Regions from separate parts of the Sus scrofa genome. Here regions 1, 3 and 4 are each linked to region 2. Evidence: chromatin contacts called from public HiChIP or PLAC-seq data. All regions are on one chromosome and are shown on one strand. The core of a region is the stretch at or near the end of the contact, and the rest is flanking DNA. Distances in the headings are between cores, read along the strand shown. Region 1 has its middle 150 kb from the start of KLF12. Region 2 has its middle 270 kb from the start of TBC1D4. Region 3 overlaps KLF12 (Kruppel like factor 12). Region 4 overlaps KLF12 (Kruppel like factor 12).

The links. HiChIP or PLAC-seq counts read pairs in DNA pulled down with a chosen protein or histone mark.
Region 1: an H3K27ac HiChIP or PLAC-seq map of skeletal muscle shows a contact between it and region 2, with 9 times the contacts expected there. The contact joins two enhancer-like sites. A contact is called at or near these places in 6 of 47 Hi-C or Micro-C datasets (embryonic fibroblasts, fetal heart ventricle, fetal skeletal muscle and 2 more) and 1 of 2 datasets of contacts at active chromatin or transcription factors (skeletal muscle).
Region 3: a contact with region 2 is called in an H3K27ac HiChIP or PLAC-seq map of skeletal muscle, with 15 times the contacts expected there. The contact joins two enhancer-like sites. A contact is called at or near these places in 3 of 47 Hi-C or Micro-C datasets (embryonic fibroblasts, fetal heart ventricle and skeletal muscle) and 1 of 2 datasets of contacts at active chromatin or transcription factors (skeletal muscle).
Region 4: an H3K27ac HiChIP or PLAC-seq map of skeletal muscle shows a contact between it and region 2, with 11 times the contacts expected there. The contact joins two enhancer-like sites. A contact is called at or near these places in 8 of 47 Hi-C or Micro-C datasets (embryonic fibroblasts, fetal skeletal muscle, liver and 5 more) and 1 of 2 datasets of contacts at active chromatin or transcription factors (skeletal muscle).

What each region holds. Positions count from the first base shown.
Region 1 is chr11:46,452,827-46,457,335 of Sscrofa11.1, reverse strand. It overlaps a transcript of KLF12 not described here. Among named protein-coding and RNA genes, the nearest start is that of KLF12, 150 kb to the right of the region's middle. Within about 2 kb of position 1,910, at least 19 of the 83 cell types and tissues checked have an H3K27ac peak or open chromatin away from gene starts, as enhancers often do. A contact at or near this core is called in skeletal muscle, where this site is marked.
Region 2 is chr11:47,491,730-47,495,942 of Sscrofa11.1, reverse strand. No RefSeq gene overlaps it. Among named protein-coding and RNA genes, the nearest start is that of TBC1D4, 270 kb to the left of the region's middle. Within about 2 kb of position 2,397, at least 13 of the 83 cell types and tissues checked have an H3K27ac peak or open chromatin away from gene starts, as enhancers often do. A contact at or near this core is called in skeletal muscle, where this site is marked.
Region 3 is chr11:46,070,028-46,074,750 of Sscrofa11.1, reverse strand. All of the region lies in intron 4 of KLF12 (Kruppel like factor 12), which reads left to right. Among named protein-coding and RNA genes, the nearest start is that of KLF12, 240 kb to the left of the region's middle. Within about 2 kb of position 3,305, at least 37 of the 83 cell types and tissues checked have an H3K27ac peak or open chromatin away from gene starts, as enhancers often do. A contact at or near this core is called in skeletal muscle, where this site is marked.
Region 4 is chr11:46,254,036-46,258,892 of Sscrofa11.1, reverse strand. KLF12 (Kruppel like factor 12) reads left to right here. Exons shown (of 7, transcript NM_001134347.2): 2 at 3,264-3,353. Among named protein-coding and RNA genes, the nearest start is that of KLF12, 52 kb to the left of the region's middle. Within about 2 kb of position 1,277, at least 10 of the 83 cell types and tissues checked have an H3K27ac peak or open chromatin away from gene starts, as enhancers often do. A contact at or near this core is called in skeletal muscle, where this site is marked.

The DNA.
Region 1 (4,509 bases), core at 661-3,160, 1.0 Mb after region 2:
GGTATCTTTTTAGGGTAGAAAATGTTTAACTTTAGAAGCTCAGTGGAAATAGGATGTTGAAGGACAAACATTTGGTTGCATAAGTTATATCTTTATGGCTGCAGCCTGGTCAGTCTGGAGACTGGCTTGGGCATGTTAAGCTCCTTTGAGTTGGGGGGAGCACATTTTTGAGCAGACCAGAACTGGCAGACATTTGTAATGTATTTAGGAAAGAGGGTTTATTATTTTACCCTCTAATTCATAGCTATTGTGAAACATGCTAGCAGAAGTTGGGATATTTTTGCATGAAATTCTAATAATTTATGAACTCACACTGTCCTATAGCTGTATGAAAGCAACTAAACATCCTTGAGGGCCTTCTGTTTATTTTTGAAGGGTTTCAGTTATTTGTCTGTTAATTTGTCATGCCAGTTTAAAAGAAACTTCTGTCAGCTAAACTTTATTTTGGAATGCCTTGAATTACTATTGACTGAATGAAAATTGTTGTGCTCATAGGCCCTTAATATTTTTTTGTTTTTTTGTTTTTTCCCCTCCGGAAAGTTCCTTTTCCACAACTCAATGTCATTGGGGAGAAAATTGGTCCTGGTATAGCATTTGAAACCTTGACCTTAGCAACTCTTGGCCTGGGCTTGTTTACTACAGCTGCAGCCTATGTGTGTACAGAAAGGGAGGAACTGCAAACGGTGTGCACACTCTCTCCCCAGGCCAAGGGAAAAACAGATCGGGATGCTTGATCTGTTCATTCTGAAGAGCACCCATCAGGCATGTAATAGCGTTAGCGTTCTGGTCGTTTAAAAAAAAAATATATGTTCCTCGGGGATTACTTCCCAGCCTTCTGTGCAAGGTAAACACACATGCACTTCAGCAGACTTAGAGTGAGTTTTAGATGTTATAGCACGAAGCCGGCTGTTAGCAACTTAGTGAAATAATTTGGTCTTAAATATAGGTGTGTTTTCTCTCCGAGCAAAGATGACATAAGTGCTTAGGCCTCTAGGCCTTTATGACGGCATTTTGAACCAAGCCAGTGTGGGTTCATCTAGAGTGTTGAGTAACTTGACCAGTGAGGTGATGCTGTCAACTAGTTGAATATAGAAACGTCTTGGATGTTTTCACCACGATACAGAATGGAAAGTGTGGCATTTCATGTTTCTATGAATTAACATGAGACGAATCACTTTAAATCGGGGAGGGGGGGCGTCCAATGGTTTGTTATCTATATTGTGAGAGTGACAAACCCTTTAGTGTCAACGTCACCAAACGAGCTGTAGATGATTTGTGTATTAATACAACGTAGTTTGTATTCTGCAGAACTAGAAACGGCACAAACTCATTTGAAAAAGTTATGCCTTTTTTGACTAAATAAATTTCCTTATGCTTCCATGTTGATTCATGAACAAGAGCTAAAAATCCCCAAAGAGTTTTATTCTGAATCGACAGCACGGTTATGTTTTCCTTGTAGAAAACAACTTTCATTTTTGTAAACAATTCCTAAAATAGATTGCAGTCGCTTACCTTTATCATTTCCATTTGGAAAATACCATATGGTCCCAGAGTGGAAATAATCTGTATTTTTGCCCAGTGTTCATTTTCCATTTAAAATTCATGTGTATTTATTTTTTCAGAGTCCAAATTGTGTACGCCTTTCAGTCTTAAGTATGTGCACAATGTAAGGGTGAAAGTATTGCAATTAAATCACTGGCAACACCCAATAACCACAGCCTTAACTCATCCACCACAACTAGGGCTCTCAGAATCAAAATCTAAGTAAACAGATGGGCCTTGCCCTGTGCCCAGAAGGGCAGCAGCCTTAGGCTTTGTGAGACCTGCTTTGTGAGTGATTCTAGATCCCAGGCCCTTCTGGAGAACTGTGTGACTTCAACTGGCCAGAATTCATTGTCAGGGCGGGCCTACGGCAGCCACACCCCATCTGATGTCAGCTTTTGAGTTCTTGCGGTAGGGAACACATGCTGTGGATTAAATGGTTACTTTCTTTATATATTCTCAGTAATTATGTTACAAAAGGATTTTTCGGTTTTGGGTGTTTATTGTCATAAAAGTGGCTACTTGAGTAGTCCTGTTGCTCCATAAAAATTTGTTTTGGTCTGGCAGCAGATTACAGGATAGTTGCTCAAAGAATTCTGCTCTGGGATGGTCTTTCTTCCTGTCTTTTTTTTTTTTTTTTTTCATCTCAAAGTTAACTTTTATTTTGTTGCTGAATTTGATGGTAATAGTTTTGAATATTTATTACAGGCGTAATAATTGGACGGGTCCAAACAGTGTTGCTTTTTAGTGACAGATGCAGCAGCGGAAAGCCCTTGCTGCTGTGTTGCTATGTGGAAGATGAGGGGAAAAAAATTGCAGAGCTTTGGGATAGATTTCCCACCCCCATCAGAGGCACTAGAAGCTGCCGCTATTACAGCTTTGCTGGCCTCCACATCCAGGGATTGTGTTTCCTGTGCTTCATTCACCATGCTTAACGGTGTATATGGCTTTTCGCAATGATTGCTGGCGTGATATATCTGTATATACTACATATATAAATATATTCTCTATTTTAGATGTGTGTATATGCATAGTATTTATATTTATTATATTACATAATATTTTGTATTTATGAATGTGAGTTTTTGTATTCTCTAGTTATATTGGTATACACCCCATACCTACACCGTTCACATGATGACCATGAATTATGGTAAAGAGCCCCCTACCCACTTGAATAAAAAGGAGGAAAACAGGCAAAGTTTGTTTGTTTTGTTTTTTTTTTTTCAAGTTCTTTATTTAGTAGTAGTGTTCCCACTTTAGTTTCACAAGCAAACTTCTAACAAAACCTGAAATCAACCGTTCCCCAAAGAAAACAAACCCACAGACCTAAATGAGAACCAAGGTAAATGATTGTAAAAAAATGGCATAAATATCTGTAAAGAAAACCTTCATTCATTTCGTAATCGGGTATCTGCTAAGATTGTACATCCTGGAATCAGCACTGATTTAAGTGGCAGAGATAGCGCCGTTTGAGTCAGGCTCTCTTGCTTACTAACTCTGGATGACCTTGGTTCAATTTCTTAACTCCTCTATGTCTGTAAAATGGGAAAAATAATATGCAGTTTCCAGGGTTGTGGTGAGGGTACGATGAAATAACATAGGTAAAAATCACTTTGTGAGACTCTACAGTGCCGGTGTGGCAATTGATTTGGCAGGAAAACCAAGCCCCATCCCCCACCCCCTGCCCTAAAAGGGATGAACTTTCCAGCCTCTCAAAGTGAGCATATAAATTACACTTATGGAGAAGGAATTTCCGAGTGTGGGTAGAAAACTTCTGGCAGTCAAAGGTCATGAATTCCATTCCTGTCTCACTAGAGATTTGCTCTATGACCTTGAGAAAGTCACTCTTAAAAAAAGTCTCTCTGTAGCTGGTATAAAAGCTACTGACATTAACATTTATATAATGCAGGTGAAGTATCTGAGCTTTTCCACAGAAAACGACATGAAAATACAGTTTCCAAGATCATTTACAGAAAATAGAAAATAAAGATCAACAAGGATTATTTAGAGATTATAAACCTCCAGGCTACTTCTTCAGTGAGTCAACTGAAACTTCTATCAAGTGGTCATTAAAAATGCCCTTAAATTTTTTTTTATGGAATCATTAAATTTGTGCTGTTGTACTATAATTTAGAACAGTCTATTGAACTGCAAATCCCTGGTTAAGCCAAGATTTTGTTGATTAAGCTATGCCTGATTTATGGCTTGGTCTCTTGGTTAGACTGAAACGTGGTTGCAACACAACACTGCACAATTAAGAGAGGTTGATGATGGAGATCTTAAATGGGTATTTGCAAATTTATTGCACATGTTTTATTTATATGCACACATTTTCTGCCACGTACATTTTTTTAAAACACATTTTTGAGAAAATTACCAACACTAATAATTGACATAATTTCTCCCCAGCTACGTTTTCTCCGGTTAAGAAACAAACATTTTTTTTTTCCACACACTGCTTCCATACTCTACGCTTGCAGGAGCAAAGGAACAGACTCAAACTAGCTCATCAGTATAACTCTTTCCATGTCACACACACACACCTTGCCAGCTTTCTGTGACACTCTTCTTTATCATCCCTTTCTTGAAGAGTACACCAGGTGTGGAGTTCCCGTCACGGCTCAGCTGTTAACAAACCTGAGTTGTATCCATGAGGACCTGGGTCCGATCCCTGGCCCCGCTCAGTGGGTTAAGGATCCAGTGTTGCTGTGAGCTGTGGTGTAGGTCATACATGCGGCTCAGAAATGGGTTGCTGTGGCTGTGGTGTAGGTCAGCTGCTGTAGCTCCAATTCAGCCCCTAACCAGGGAATCTCTGTATGCCTTGGGTGCAGCCCTAAAAAGACAAAAAAAAAAAAAAGAATACACTGGGTGCTAGTCTGTAGTTTGTGGTCCCGTAGCACACGATAGTCCTTCTTCTGGTATAACTGCTTGTTGATTTGTCTTGTCCCTTCCCAATAATGAGCC
Region 2 (4,213 bases), core at 1,148-3,647:
GAGGTCAGGTTTAGTTTCCTAAAAAAAGGACCTTCCTTAAAACTGCAGTGTTTGAAAGGAGGAAGGGACATAATGTCACATCAAGGGTAGATGTTTTGGAGTTCCCGTCCTGGCTTAGTGGTTAATGAACCTGACTAGCATCCATGAGGACTCGGTTTGATCCCTGGCCTCGCTCAGTGGGTTAAGGATCCAGCGTTGCCCTGAGCTGTGCTGTAGGTTGCAGATGTGGCTCAGATCCCAAGTTGCTGTGGCTCTGGCGTAGGCCGGCAGCTGCAGCTTTGATTTGACCCCTAGCCAGGGAGCCTCCATATGCTGCCAGCACAGCCCTAAAAGACAAAAAAAAAAAAGTAGGTGTTTTTCATATTCTTAATGTCCTAGATATACTAGAACTTTCTGTTGTAATCACCATTTTGGGAATCATCCCTGCTTGATTCTTTCACATAGAGATTGTTCTGGGTTTAAAGTTATTGAAAACCCCAATTCAAGCAATTAGATTGTACAGCCCCTTCTGCTATGTTTTGAAAGGCTGAAAAAAGCATCAGCAGTACGTTAGGATGACTTTTAAGAGTACTTGGCAAAATGGAGACAACCTAATGCAGGATCTCCTGCCTCATTTTTAGAAAAACTGACATCACATCCTTTAAAAACATGTATTTTGGGAGTTCCCGGCCTGGCACAGCCGAAGTGTATCCGACTAGGAACCATGAGGTTGCGGTTAGATCCTTGGCTTAGCTCAGTGGATTAAGGATCCGGCTTGCGTGAGCTGTGGTGTAGGCGGCAGATGCGGCTGGGATCTGGTTTGACTGTGGCGTAGGCCTGCGGCTGCAGCTCCAATTTAACCATTAGCCTGGGAACCTTCATATGCCACGGGGGCGCACTCCCTCCACCAAACAAACAAATCGTGTTCTGGGTTCTCTTTAAAACGTTTTTAGGGAATTAAATCTTGGCTCTAGCAGATTGACTTACTAAAGCAACGTGTGAGTATGGGTGTGTTTAGTGACGTTGATAAAATGGGAAAGTGGTCCAGCAGAAGGGCCAGAGATGCGTCCCGATGTGTCCACTTGTGTCCTTTATGAGATGACTGCCTTGTTTATGGTGTCAAAGAGGTGCCAGGCTCAGAGATTTATTCAGAGCGATTCTGTTGAAAAGCACGGTGGCGCGGGGGCGGGTGGGCTAACTTCAACCCCCCTAACCTGGCACCGCTGTACTGAGGGTGTGGAAGCCAGCCGCTCCCCATGTTGGCAAAGTCACATATCAGACCCCCGTACAGAAGGGATCTGTGGTCCGAGTCGCTCAGTGTGATAGCTGAGAAACTCTTTCTAATTGAGGTCTTGTAGGGAATCTTGGCTTTGCTTACGCCACCCGCGTTGAGATGGAGGATTCTGTGGGTCTTCTGACTCCTTGGAAGTGAGGGTTGTGTTATGGAGCTTCTGTGGCAGTGAGTGCGGGAGCTTGCATGGGGTGGAGCAGCCTCACCCACGCTCAGAAATCAAGCCAGACGGTGAAGATCAGACTATTCTGGCGTCTGGAAATGGGCCCTTCTGCGGAGGGACACTCTCAGGGGAGGCCGCGCAGCTCCTACTACTTTGGCAAACCCGGCGCTGTCCTTCAGCCCCGCAGAAATCTGGAACACCGGAGAAGGTGGGGCTTCGCTTCCGAGTCTTGTTCAGGGTTAGACAAGGTGCACCAGGCAGCCTTGTCCCTCTGACCCTTTGATCCAGGTCATCCTGAGCCCTTCCCCCAGCTAACCAGCAACCTCAGTATCTCGCCCAGCTGAGGGGTGGAGGAGACAACTCCCAGCGTGGGTTTAAGCCTTTTTAAAAAGCCTGGCCAAGACTTCCTTCCCACCCCCGAGCCCCCACCTCCCAGAGGCAGGAACCAGCCTCCCCCTTTTTCCCCGCCCTCAGAGAAACCAAATCCAGTCACGCCTGGCTTTTCTAAGCGAAGGTTTCTATTTCTTTTCCTCTGCGTTTTTCCCTCAAGGATGTTTGGAGAAGGAGAGCTGGGGAAAGGGTGGAAAGGGCATGCACGCCCTTATTTCTCTTTGGATCATAACTTTGGAGCCGCGCGTTCCAAAAGCCCCATTGACAAAAGGCTGAGGGGCGCTCCTTGAACCTGCGGCCAGTAGATGGCGCACCGTCCCCGCTCAGCCGCACCGGGAGCCGAGGCACGGGGCTGGTCTCTGCTGTCCAAACCGAAAACCGGCATTACCCGCGCAGGCAAGAGGCAAATATTAAACCTAGCATTTTATGCATTTTGAGAAAGAAAGACTTTCTGTTTAGGTTCATTCCTCATTCTCTGGAGATGTGTTTGGAAACCCCGTCTGCCACTGAACTCATCACTGTGGCCTTTTATTCACTTACAAAATGCTTCCCCAGAATCCCAGCTCAATTACCTTTTGTCTCCCTGCTGTCCTAATACTCTGGTTGAATGTAGGAAAAACAAAGCAGCAAGGTCAGACGTCCCCTTTCTTGCCCGCAATGGTTTATCTTTCATGTTTTCCAGAACCAAAGGGAATGGGTGGCCCTGCTGCCCACATATGCTCTGTATGTGTTGTGTGTCTCTCTGTGTATATAGTGCAAACGTTTACTTTTGTCCAAAGGAAAGACACACACACACACATATATAAACGAGTAAAAATAGTTGAGTATATGTCTTTCCTTCGGGCAAAAGCCCACGTTCGTGGGCAATGTTTTCACCAGTCTATTCAAAGCATATGTTTACATGTCATTTCAAGAGATCCAGTATCTGAAAAATTATCATAAACATCTGATGGTTAATCAATTCCACAACTAGGTACTGACTGCAATGATGTGCAAAGTCTTATAGTCTGTGGGGCTGGGAATACTTAAAGTAAGTTCTTACGCTCAAAGATATTACCACCCAGTCCTGGATAATGAGAGCCAAAGTGTTGTGTGTGGATTTGAATAGGTGCATGCAGGCTGTGTGTGTATGGTAGTGTGTGTGCTGTGTTCAGTCAAGATTGAGGTCTGAGGGCTGTTATCCACTTAGATCCACTAGATCTAGTATACCTAGATATAGTCATAAGTAATAATGAGTACACAACTAAATTAATAAGTAGGTTTGGTCACCTCCCAGCACCATGCCTAGGTCGAGCGGGTACTGATCTCTATTGATGGAGATGTGAATGGGGCTCCAAAAAGGACCAGATTTACCTCAAATTGGTGGAATAACTTACCATTTCTTAAGTACTTTCACGTGTATTATTTCAAGAATAGTACTTTGTGAATATTTTATGTTGCGACTTACATTCAACACTATGTAAGCAAGAGCTACACAGATACAGACATTAAAGAACAAGGTGTGACCAGAACCCAGAATCCCAGACATAGCTTCATCAGTTTTGCTTTCTATTGCCTATATTTTTCCCCAGAAAATATTTAGTGGATTTGGATGGAAAGGAAAAATGCCTCTGGTGAGAAAGTAAGGGGACTCTGTGTGTGTGTGTGTGTGTGTGTGTGTGTGTGTGTGTAGGCGTGTGTGTGTGCTATTAAATGTCTTTCCAGAGGTCTTGGTCTGTTGCAATAGCCTTGCCAGTCCTTCAATTACTGTTTTCTTTCATGAGAAATTGTTACTGGAATGCACTCACCCTTTTAGGGAGCTGTGAATGTGGTTATAATTGCCTGTTTCTAAGATAATTGGCCTGACTGCATAGCCCTGGAAAAGTTACTCGAACGAATGGGCATGTGGAGGGAAGCTTGAGCTGCCTTCGGACTTTATCTGGGCTGTGAGGCCCAGCTGCCACCATCGGCCAGCGGCATGGAGTAACCAAAGTAGATGGCAAGAGAGATGGACCTGGAAGGATCTGTAAAGAAGTCCATCTCAAAGGCAATGGCCACTTGAGTTTTGACATGTCCTTGCAGAAAGATTTTTTTTTTTTTTGACTGTAAAGCTCCCCATTTGTAACTTTTGGTGAGTTCACATCCAGTAGCTGTAGAAAATCAGAGCTTTCCGTGGGTCCCACTCTCCTCTTTCGAGGCCCTGGAGGCTCAGCATCTGAATGTTATCCCAGTCTGAAAGAGCAATGGAAGGGAAATAGAATGGTGAAAGTTTGATTGATTTCAGGTGGTAAATCAATGCACAATTTTCTAACGTCTATATTATCAGTGCTATCAATGGCCTTTGATGCCATTGATCAAAGAGTTGTGCTAATTCATTACAAGCTGACACGAAATGACCGTGTTCTTAGCTC
Region 3 (4,723 bases), core at 2,056-4,555, 1.4 Mb after region 2:
AAGTATTGGACGGTAACCTGAAGGAAGATGATCTGATTTTGCTGATTGCAGAGCGCACTGTGTGACCCCGGCCAGTTACTGAACTCTTCTAAACCTATTTTCTCAAAGGTAAAAGCTGGATACGAATGATTTGAGGAGCAAGTAAGGGAATTCCTGTTGTGGCACAGTGGAATACAATCTGACTAGGTAACCGTGAGGTTGCAGGTTCGATCCCTGCCCTCACTCAAAGGGTTAAGGATCCGGGAGCTATGGTGTAGGTCGCAGATAGTGCTCGGATCTGGCGTCGCTGTGGCTGTGGCATAGACTTCGATTGGATCCCTAGCCTGGGAACCTCCATATGCCATGAGTGCGGCCCTAAAAAAAAGCAAAAAATTAAAAAACTAATGAGACTGAAGTACTTTGCATGGTCTGGCACCTAGTAAAGGCTTAGTAAATGCGGATGACGTTGTACTGCTGTGAGTACTGACTTGTTCTTGGGTGGGATGTAGCCAAAATTCTATCCAGTTTAGTCCACAGAAGGTAGGTCTTCTAACAAAGAATAGAAGAAATAAGATGTCAGAGAAGAAGCCAGACCTTAGAAACCACAGTCTTGGTTCATGCTCCTCTATAACGTGTTTATTTCTCTTATTTCCTCGCCTTTAGGGAAGTCACATCAGCTTAGTAGTTAAGACTGCAGGCTCCGTAGAGCACATTGGTAACCTCGGTCCCCTGGAATTAGCTGGATATTTCCATACCAACCTCTCATCCTTTCCAATCCAGTTGGCACTGCTAATGATATAAAGCGAACATGTAGGCACTGTTCTAAATACTTTAATACTATCAACTCATTTAATCTCGCAGGCCAAAGAGGTGGCCTCTGTTTGTGCAGATGAGAAAAGGGAAGTGCAGACAGGTTACGTAACTTGCCGTAAGATGACACTGTTGGTAAATGGTGGAGCCAGAATTCAATCCTGGGCAGTTATACACTTTGTCCTCTTCAGTACTTCATCCTGATTCCACCAGAGGCTATAGGATTAGATTGAAGTTGTGACAGCTTTTCTGCAGTGGAGCTGTAGTAAAAAGGTAGGATGCCCTTCCTAGCAGTTCATCAGGGATCAAGAATTTGCTTTGGGCCTGAGGGTTTCACATCCCACCACCAGGCACCTGCTGTCCAGGTAGGTTCAGGAAACACTGAAAACCAGAGTGATTGCATTCTCTTGATGAACTATAAATGGTAGTCCTTAAAATACAAGATTCGAGCATCAGGTCCTTTAGTGCTTATATCCAAAGAAGGAAGAGTCATTCTTGTATTAAGGTATCTAAAAAGTTCTCACATGCTTAGCAAGAAAGCTAAATTAAGCCCTTGTTGCGTAAAATTATAAACATGCTGTCTGCCTCAGATGAGTAAGAGTATATAAATAGAACAGTTGGTGTACATGGCCTTAATATTATAGCTTCCTTTTTTCTATGTAATGTAAATCACCAAATGCAAGCATTTCTATCTGACATAAACTGTCAGTCTCAGAAGGGCCCATTGTAGGATTCAATACATGTTATGCAACAACCAAGACTGCCCTTTTTTTCAGCATGGTGATTTTTTTTTTTTTTCCTTGCCATATCCAGCGGTTAGTACTCAGGGCTGAAACCCTTAGTTATAGAACAAAGTGGCTTAGCAGTAATCGAGCCTGTGTGAGGCTAAGGGAAGAATAATGAACATTCCCTGCAAGCTTCCTGCCTGGATGCAGGTGCAGGAATCAGGAGGTCATGAATAATGCATGACATGCAGATTAGATGGTGGTTTCTCCTACTGGGGTTTTGACTTTGCTACCTGCCTGGCTGCTATATGTGGAAAGGAGGTAGGTGATGGCAAAAAAAAGTATCACGATTTAAAGACTCTGAGCTCACAGAAACACTGCATATTCTTTTGAAGAAATAAAACTAGGGGGGAGGGTAGCTGAAATGCAAACCTTTATGGTCTGTTTTACTGGGTAAAGTGAGCTCCAGGTTATCAATTTCCTCACTTTGGAAAGGGCAAAAAGCTTTCTTGTTTTACCATCTTAATTTAAGAAGGCTTATAATAAGTATTTGGTCATACAGAGACAATCAGGAATTCGTTGAAGACTGTTCAACTGTTACAGAAATTATCTACTTACAGTATTTGATCTATGGATCAATGAAGTTTTGCTAAAAGATACCATTACCTAGAGAATGTTGTAATTATAAGTTCAACAGACCCATTTTTTTCCATTGATATATGCAATAAGAAACATCAATAAGTGAATACTTCTCTATCATTGAACTTCACCTGGTGGAATTATCTTGATGAATAGAAATAGGGATAAGGAGGAAGTAATATGAGATAAACATTTAAAGGAAACAGAGTGAATTAAAGAACTGTGAGTATTTGGACTGTTACACCTTAACATTGTATTTAGGCACCAGGATTCTGAAATCCCTGGGTTGGTGGGGGGCGGGGTGTAGGGAAGGTTCAAGAAGATTTCCTGCATTTTCCCTTAGGTCAGGGGAGTTTTACTGGGGAAGACATTTTGGGGCTCACCATTCCATTTTGATGATTGTTTTTCAAGCAGACAGAGAAAAAGAAGAGAAGAAAGAAAGGAATCTTGCTACCTTGTGTATAATTCTTTGGCATTTTTCTTGCATGTTTGTTTGCGCACTCTCTCTCTCTCCAGTTGGGGGGACTGGAATATGAGCTGGCTTTCATTTCTAGCTGAGTCTGTCATTTCCGCTAGGCCCCAGGTTGGCCAGATGCCAAGACCAACAGGTGATCCTTGTAGCTGCAAAACAGCAGGAAGTGGGCCGAGCTTGAATGAGACAGTTCACCAGAGGGGCTGTCTGGCCTCTCTCCATCTTTCTGCATAATTAACATCCCCTCCCCCATATGGAGCAGAAAACCTGTGCTGAGCAGCTCAGCTGCAGCAGCCACTGAGCAGCACTGTGAGGAAAAGAATGTTAATAAGGGATGTTGGAAGAAATAAGCCTTCCGAGTGCAAAGTGCAGTCTGGCTCTGGGTTCACAGAAAGACTGCCGTTGGCTCTTCTGAGGGGCTAGAACTGTATTAGCTGTTTTGAAAGGATTTTCCCTCACTGAACAACTGCGAAGACCTAGGATGCTAATAAACCTTGGGGCTGGTGGTTCCGACTGGACTTGAAGAGCCCTTTAAAATCCCTGTTTTCTTTCTTGTCTTGAACATAAGAATGTCTGAGACACGAAGAGTAAAAGCAACAGGAGCTTAAAGCCTGCCTAGATCTCACGAACCCTGGTAGAGACGGAACAAAGCAGGAAGTTGGCCACGAGAACAGGAAGTAGAGTAAATTGTGTTGCCAGTAAGTGATCTGCAAAAAAGTGGAGGTTCATGGAGAGTCAAGGTAGTTCCTGCTTAGAAGATACTGGCGGTTCCTAGAAATTTAAGCTATTACCAGTGGGTGACTCCAACCCTGGAAGCTTGTAAAGCAATGTAGTCTTTGCTACCTTTTCCCCGTGGTTTAGCTAAAGTTTTGAATTGATTGCATCTCCCTTCCGGCTCAGAGCATCACATATAGAAGCTCTTTCTCCTGGAAATACCTATTCATCTATCCTTTCTCCCCCATCCCCCGTGCTTCTGTGCCTGGACATCTGAATGAAGCTATTGAAGTAAGGGAGAACTTTTTTTTTTCTTCTACCCTCTAAGGTTTAGTGTCTGAGGGCCTGCAAATTAAACTGACAAAAGATAGATTAGCAAGAGGAAAAAAACAGATTGTTTACACAAAAACATGTATACATGCATGTACTCAGTGGTGAGTAACTCAAAGGGGTGGTTAGAATGTGGAGTTTATAGGAGTCCCTTGGTGGCTCAGTGGATTATGGATCTGGCATTGTCACTGCTGCAGCTCTGGTTACTGATGTGGCATGGGTTCAATCCCTGGCCCCAGAATTTCTTCATGGTGTGGACTTGGCTTAAAAAAACTGAATTTGGGAGTTCCCATCGTGGCACAGTGGTTAACAAATCCGACTAGGAACCATGAGATGTCGAGTTTGGTCCCTGGTCTTGCTCAGTGGATTAAGGATCCGGCGTTGCCGTGAGCTGTGGTGTAGGTTGCAGACTCGGTTTGGATCTGTTGTTGTGGTTCAGGCAGAGGCTGGCGGCTACAGCTCTGATTGGACCCCTAGCCTGGGACCCTCCATATGCCACAAGAAGTGGCCCTAGAAAAGGCAAAAAGACAAAAAGACCAAAAAAAAAAAAAAAAAAAAAACTGAATTTGGAGCTTATATACCATCTTAACAGAGGTAATAAATGGTGGAGAAATACTTGTCAAAAGGAAAGAGGGCCTGGGGTTCTAGGGGAGCAAATTTTCGAAAGGTAACTAGGAAGTGTAGGGGGGAAACTAATGGAAAATAAGGGTGGTTTATGCCAACTCATCTCTGTACCATTTCTGGTGATGAGTTGTGCTTTGATCTCCTCCTCTTCCTGGTATGGGAGGGCGAACACCTTTACAAATGAAAATATCCTTAGCAAAACTTAAGTTTATGCCCTGCTGTTAGGTATATAAAGGGAACGTAGAGGCGTTCCCTGGTGGTGCAGCGGGTTAAGGATCCAGCGTTGTCACTGTGGTGCTGTGGATTCGATCCCTGGTCTGAGAACTTCCATGTGTTATGAACATGGCAAAAAAATATAAAATAAAAAATAAAGGGAAGGTAGGCAGCTTTCTGTGCCTGCAGTTTCTCAGTTGCTTTCCAATTGAAATAA
Region 4 (4,857 bases), core at 28-2,527, 1.2 Mb after region 2:
TGGTCAACAGCCAGCTCATAAATCTGATGATAAATTTGGCATTAATTGGTACAGCTTACTCATATGAAATGAGTAACCTAGGTGTAAACACACGTGTGTGTGAATATCAACACATTTATGTAAGTTATATAGGGTCGCATAATATCAGAATGTTTGTTGCAGCGTAAATAAGGAGGCCCACGTTACTAAAATTGATGACTGTGTAATTTTATTTACCTCTTGGGAATCACTTGAGCTATTGGATTCCCTGGCAAATGTGTTTTGATTAAGATCATGGCAAGATATGTTTGACAGCCATTTCAAATTATTAGAGGTTTATTACATATTTAAAGTCTGCAGTCACTTGAGATTGTATGTATCTGATTTTAGCTTAGAGAGAGAAATCTCTCGATATTTTGTTCCAAGGACTCTGTCTTCAAGGCCGTGCAATTACCATGCATTTTATAAAAACCACTCGCCTTCTTGGATGGTTTGGAATGTGGTGTGATGCTTGGTGCTTCTGTTTATTCTAAACAAGGTTAGCATCATGAATGCAGAGATTAATATGCTTGGTGTGTATTCCGTATAACTTTCGGTCGTATATACAGATTGAATCTGCACGAGTTGCAAGAGCATAATAATTAAGAATTGGTTCCTTAGCTGTGAACTGTGTTATTCATGAGGTTTATTATGGCTGGGCTGCGGCCGATCCTGGAAAAAGCATGGAAAGAGAAATATTTTCAGGGAAAACGTCATCTCTTAAATTTTTTCGAAAATGTCTTCAGTTTTTTCACTTTTCCATGAAACTGAAATGTAGCCCTGGCTTAATACATGCAGAGTTCATTGAGTACTGCAACAACAACCAAAATTGTAATGAAAATATAGTGATACTTAAATGTACTAAATGGAATCTGAACCCAGTCAGGTTTTTATGATTTTTCCATTTTTAACTTCAGAGACTGGTTAGCTTGCATGTTTTTAAACGAATGAGTTTATCACAGCCAGTAAGGAAAATGGTTAAAGTCTATCAGCTGTAAATTGGTACAAAGCACTAAAAGGGACATTAGCCTCTAATCAGATTCTAACAGTTCATTAAACCTGCCTTTCCAGAATCGCTCTTTGTCTTTTCCCTTCCTTTGCAAGGCATCTTCTTCCCTTTCTGTCTGGGCAAGACCTCCTCCAGGGTAGGAAGTACTGTCAACTCATCCTTCATTGTCTACCAACCAAACAGCCTAGGGGATACTTTGCTGGGTGGATTCCTGGCTGCTGTGAAAGGCCGGGCAGTTGAGGGCTGCTGGCAGCAGGAGGCCTTTCCTGAGGCTGGGAGATGGCAAGCCAGGCTGGCCGCTTCCAAGCATGGAAGCAAGTTGACACACTGGGATTTGAGATCCATGCCTGATGTGTCAACAACTCACCAGCCTCCATGAAAGGATTTTAAGCTTGGAACAAATGCACTGAGCTCCCCAGCAATACCATAAGTTCCTTCTCTTCTATGCTATGGGGATGCAAAATCCCTGAAAAATATGGACACGTCAAAAGCAAACGTTAAAAAAAAAAAAAAAAAAGGATCCTGCCAGTTTTAATCTTATTGTACATTCTGAGAGAGGAACATGACAGTAATTTTTCTTCTTACTCTTACCTAACAGATAAGGTAGCATGGAAATTTTAAATGCTTATTAGTCAGCTCTAGCGTAAATTTGCTTTTTCTTCTTCCTGTTGATTTCTCTGAGCAAATATTTGTGCTAAGAGGCCCCAAACATTTTATTTCTTGGAGTGTTTTTCTTAAACAAAAAAGGAGAGTCAAGACATAGGAGAAATAATTAGAGCTTCACTATACTGCACTCTGTTGGTATTATTTGGTAATAAAAACATTTAATTTATGATGTGTTGAAGTGGGAGTTGTTTTTATTTAACTGTCTGTTGGGGAGAACAACTCTATGAATCGTGAAAACCTGAAGGCTTAGAGGTGATATTAACCTTTTTGTCACTAGGTAGACAAAACATTTAGAAACATAGCTGTTTTTCTTTTAATAAGACCACCTTGGTGTCATATGGTTACATTCTATAATTGAGCAAAGTAAACCATTCTAAAAACCCAGTCAAACTTTGTCATTTTAATTTCTTCGTTTAGTCGGTATTGAGGGTAAAGTTGGCATTCTCAACACGTTTTAAAACATGAGCCTGATTTTGGCCGGAAGCAAGTGCTGATGTGTGGCTTTCTGACTCCCTTCTTGGGTTATTGACTTCAGAAAATTCCCAAAGCTGTGGATCTTAGTCAAAAATGACCTCGATTGAATCTTTTTATAAATGTTGTTTGAAATTCTATGGAGCCACGAGAGAAGTAAGGTTTTCCTTTCAAGAGGTGGTCAGTGGAGCCAAACATACACCTGAACAGAAAACAAATTATTTAGGATTTCCCCTTGTGGCTCAGTGGTTAATGAATCTGACCAGGAACCATGAGGTTGCGGGTTCGATCCCTGGCCTTGCTCAGTGGGTTAAGGATCTGGCGTTGCCGTGAGCTGTGGTGTAGGTCCCAGACGCGGCTCGGATCCTACATTGCTGTGGCTCTGGGGTCAGCCAGTGGCTACAGCTCCGATTAGACCCCTAGCCTGGGAACCTCCATATGCCTTGGGTTCGGCCCTAGAAAAGGCAAAAAGACAGAAAAAAAGAAAACAAATTATTTATTCTTTGGTTAAGACTTCAGTTTAAGAATTCACTCTTAATCCAGGACTTATGTTGGTTGTTTTTGTGGGAGATGTTTGAGATTGATATGTTGAAATTTTCATTTGATCAGATCTGCCATGATGCCAAAATTCATTACCTCTTTTTTAAAATTACTTCAACTTTGACAGTAATAGGCGAGTATATCAATTATTTTGCCCTGTTTTCTCCTTTATGGATTTCTCTGTGCAGTACAACTTCCAGAGCTAAAGAAGAAAGGAACTTGCCTGGTATTTCCTTCCACCGTTGCAAAACTGTGATGAATTATTCTGGCCCCATATAAATTAATGTAAGGTTTCCTTACTCCAGTTTATTACTGTCTGACCTCCAACCCAGAGGTCAGAGAATCAGACTGATTAATTCAAGGTCTTGGTCATTATTTCAAAGGAAGGTTTGGAATGGGGGGATAATTGGTTATGCTGATACCCTCATTTAATTATACTCCATTGTTTAAAAAAATGAGGTTAGCTGTACTAAATGTACTACAGTGAAGGCAGGCACTACCAGATGTCCTCTTCTGAATGTTCTGTGGCTGAGTTTCCCTCTCTTTTTTTTATTTGCAGAACATCGACACCTTTGAGAACAGAATGTTAATGCTTGATGGGATGCCGGCAGTCAGAGTCAAAACAGAGCTTTTGGAATCTGAACAAGGGGTAAGCACAGGTTTTGACGACGCCCTGCCCGCTTCTCACTAAGGGAGTGGTCTCTTCCAGAGTGTTCTGAGGTTTGCCGAAATTCCTGACTTTTCACTTGGTGACGCTTTTCTTGCTTGCCTCAGAAATCATCGGCGATCGGGATTGATTCTCACTCCTTTGCAACCTCGCATCCCACTCACTTAGAAAAGATCACATCCTGAAATCAGGACGGCGTAGTGACCCTAGAAGAACCACATGGCTGGTATTTAAATCGGTGAATGCTTCCGAACGCTAATACAAATCCAAAGCAAAGAGGAGGTATTAGAAAATGAGATGGAACTATAACTTCGGTGTGAAAATAGCTTGGTTCGTTCTTATTAAGTTGGGGAATTACAGAGTACAGGTGTGGGAAAGTTGCTGTTGATTGGATGGATTTCTCTTTTGACATTTGTATTTCCCCTTTTTATAGTGGAGGAAATTTAGTTTGAAAAGCACGTAAAAGCCAAAGAAAGCCTACTGAACAATAATATAGCCAAATTGACAAATTAATTTATGGCTACTAAAAGCATAAATACTTAAGAGCACAGCTGGGTTTTTTTAAAAGGATGTAAGTGATTTTATAATTGTTATCATTTATAGCTTCATGAGTTAAAATCATAATCAGTGCAGCCTGATTGCTGGCAGCATTGGTTGATCGGCCACCTTTTGTATTTAAGGGAGAAAGCACTGCCTACCTGTCTTTTTAAACCAGCCTCACGGCGGCAGTATACATGACTGAATAAAAGGACATCAATTAAATAAATATTTAGTCTTAATCTTATTAGTGTATCCCTTAATAAAAAAATTCAAAATAACACATTAGCGGGGCTTCCCATTGTGGCTCAGTGGTAAGGACCCTGACAAGTAACCATGAGGATGTGGGTTCAATCCCTGGCCTCGCTCAGTGGGTTAGGTACCTGGCATTACTGTGGGCTGTGGTGTAGGTTGCAGACACAGCTGGGATCTGGCACTGCTGTGTCTGTGGCGTAGGCCTGCAGCTGCAATTCTGACTCGACCCCTAGCTGGGGGAACTTCCATATGCCGCATGTGTGGCCCCACACAGCAAAAGCAAAAACGCATGAGCAATGTTTTGTCATTGAGCAATCCAAAGAAATTTCAAGTGTGCTTAAAATCTCGCTGGTGGAAAAATCAAATGCCTGAGTTCTTCTGGGACCCCATTCAAGAGGTTAGGCCACTGATGTACCAAAAGGATTTAAGGATGCGGACAGCCAAGGGCAAGGATCTCGATGGTGGGTAGCATGTAGAGGGCTTCTGCAGTAACTTCCCCATTCCTGACTACTATTTGGCAGAGGGCGAGGCATCTCATAAAGTATTTCTCTTCAGTGTAAGCCAGTGTCTGAAGCAGATCCCCGTCATGTAGAAGCTGCCATTTCCTCACGTTCAGTGTAGGCTGTGGTAGCTCTGCAATGGACTTGGTGGAGTTTGTGACGTAATGACTGACTCACAGAGATTCAGCTGCAGA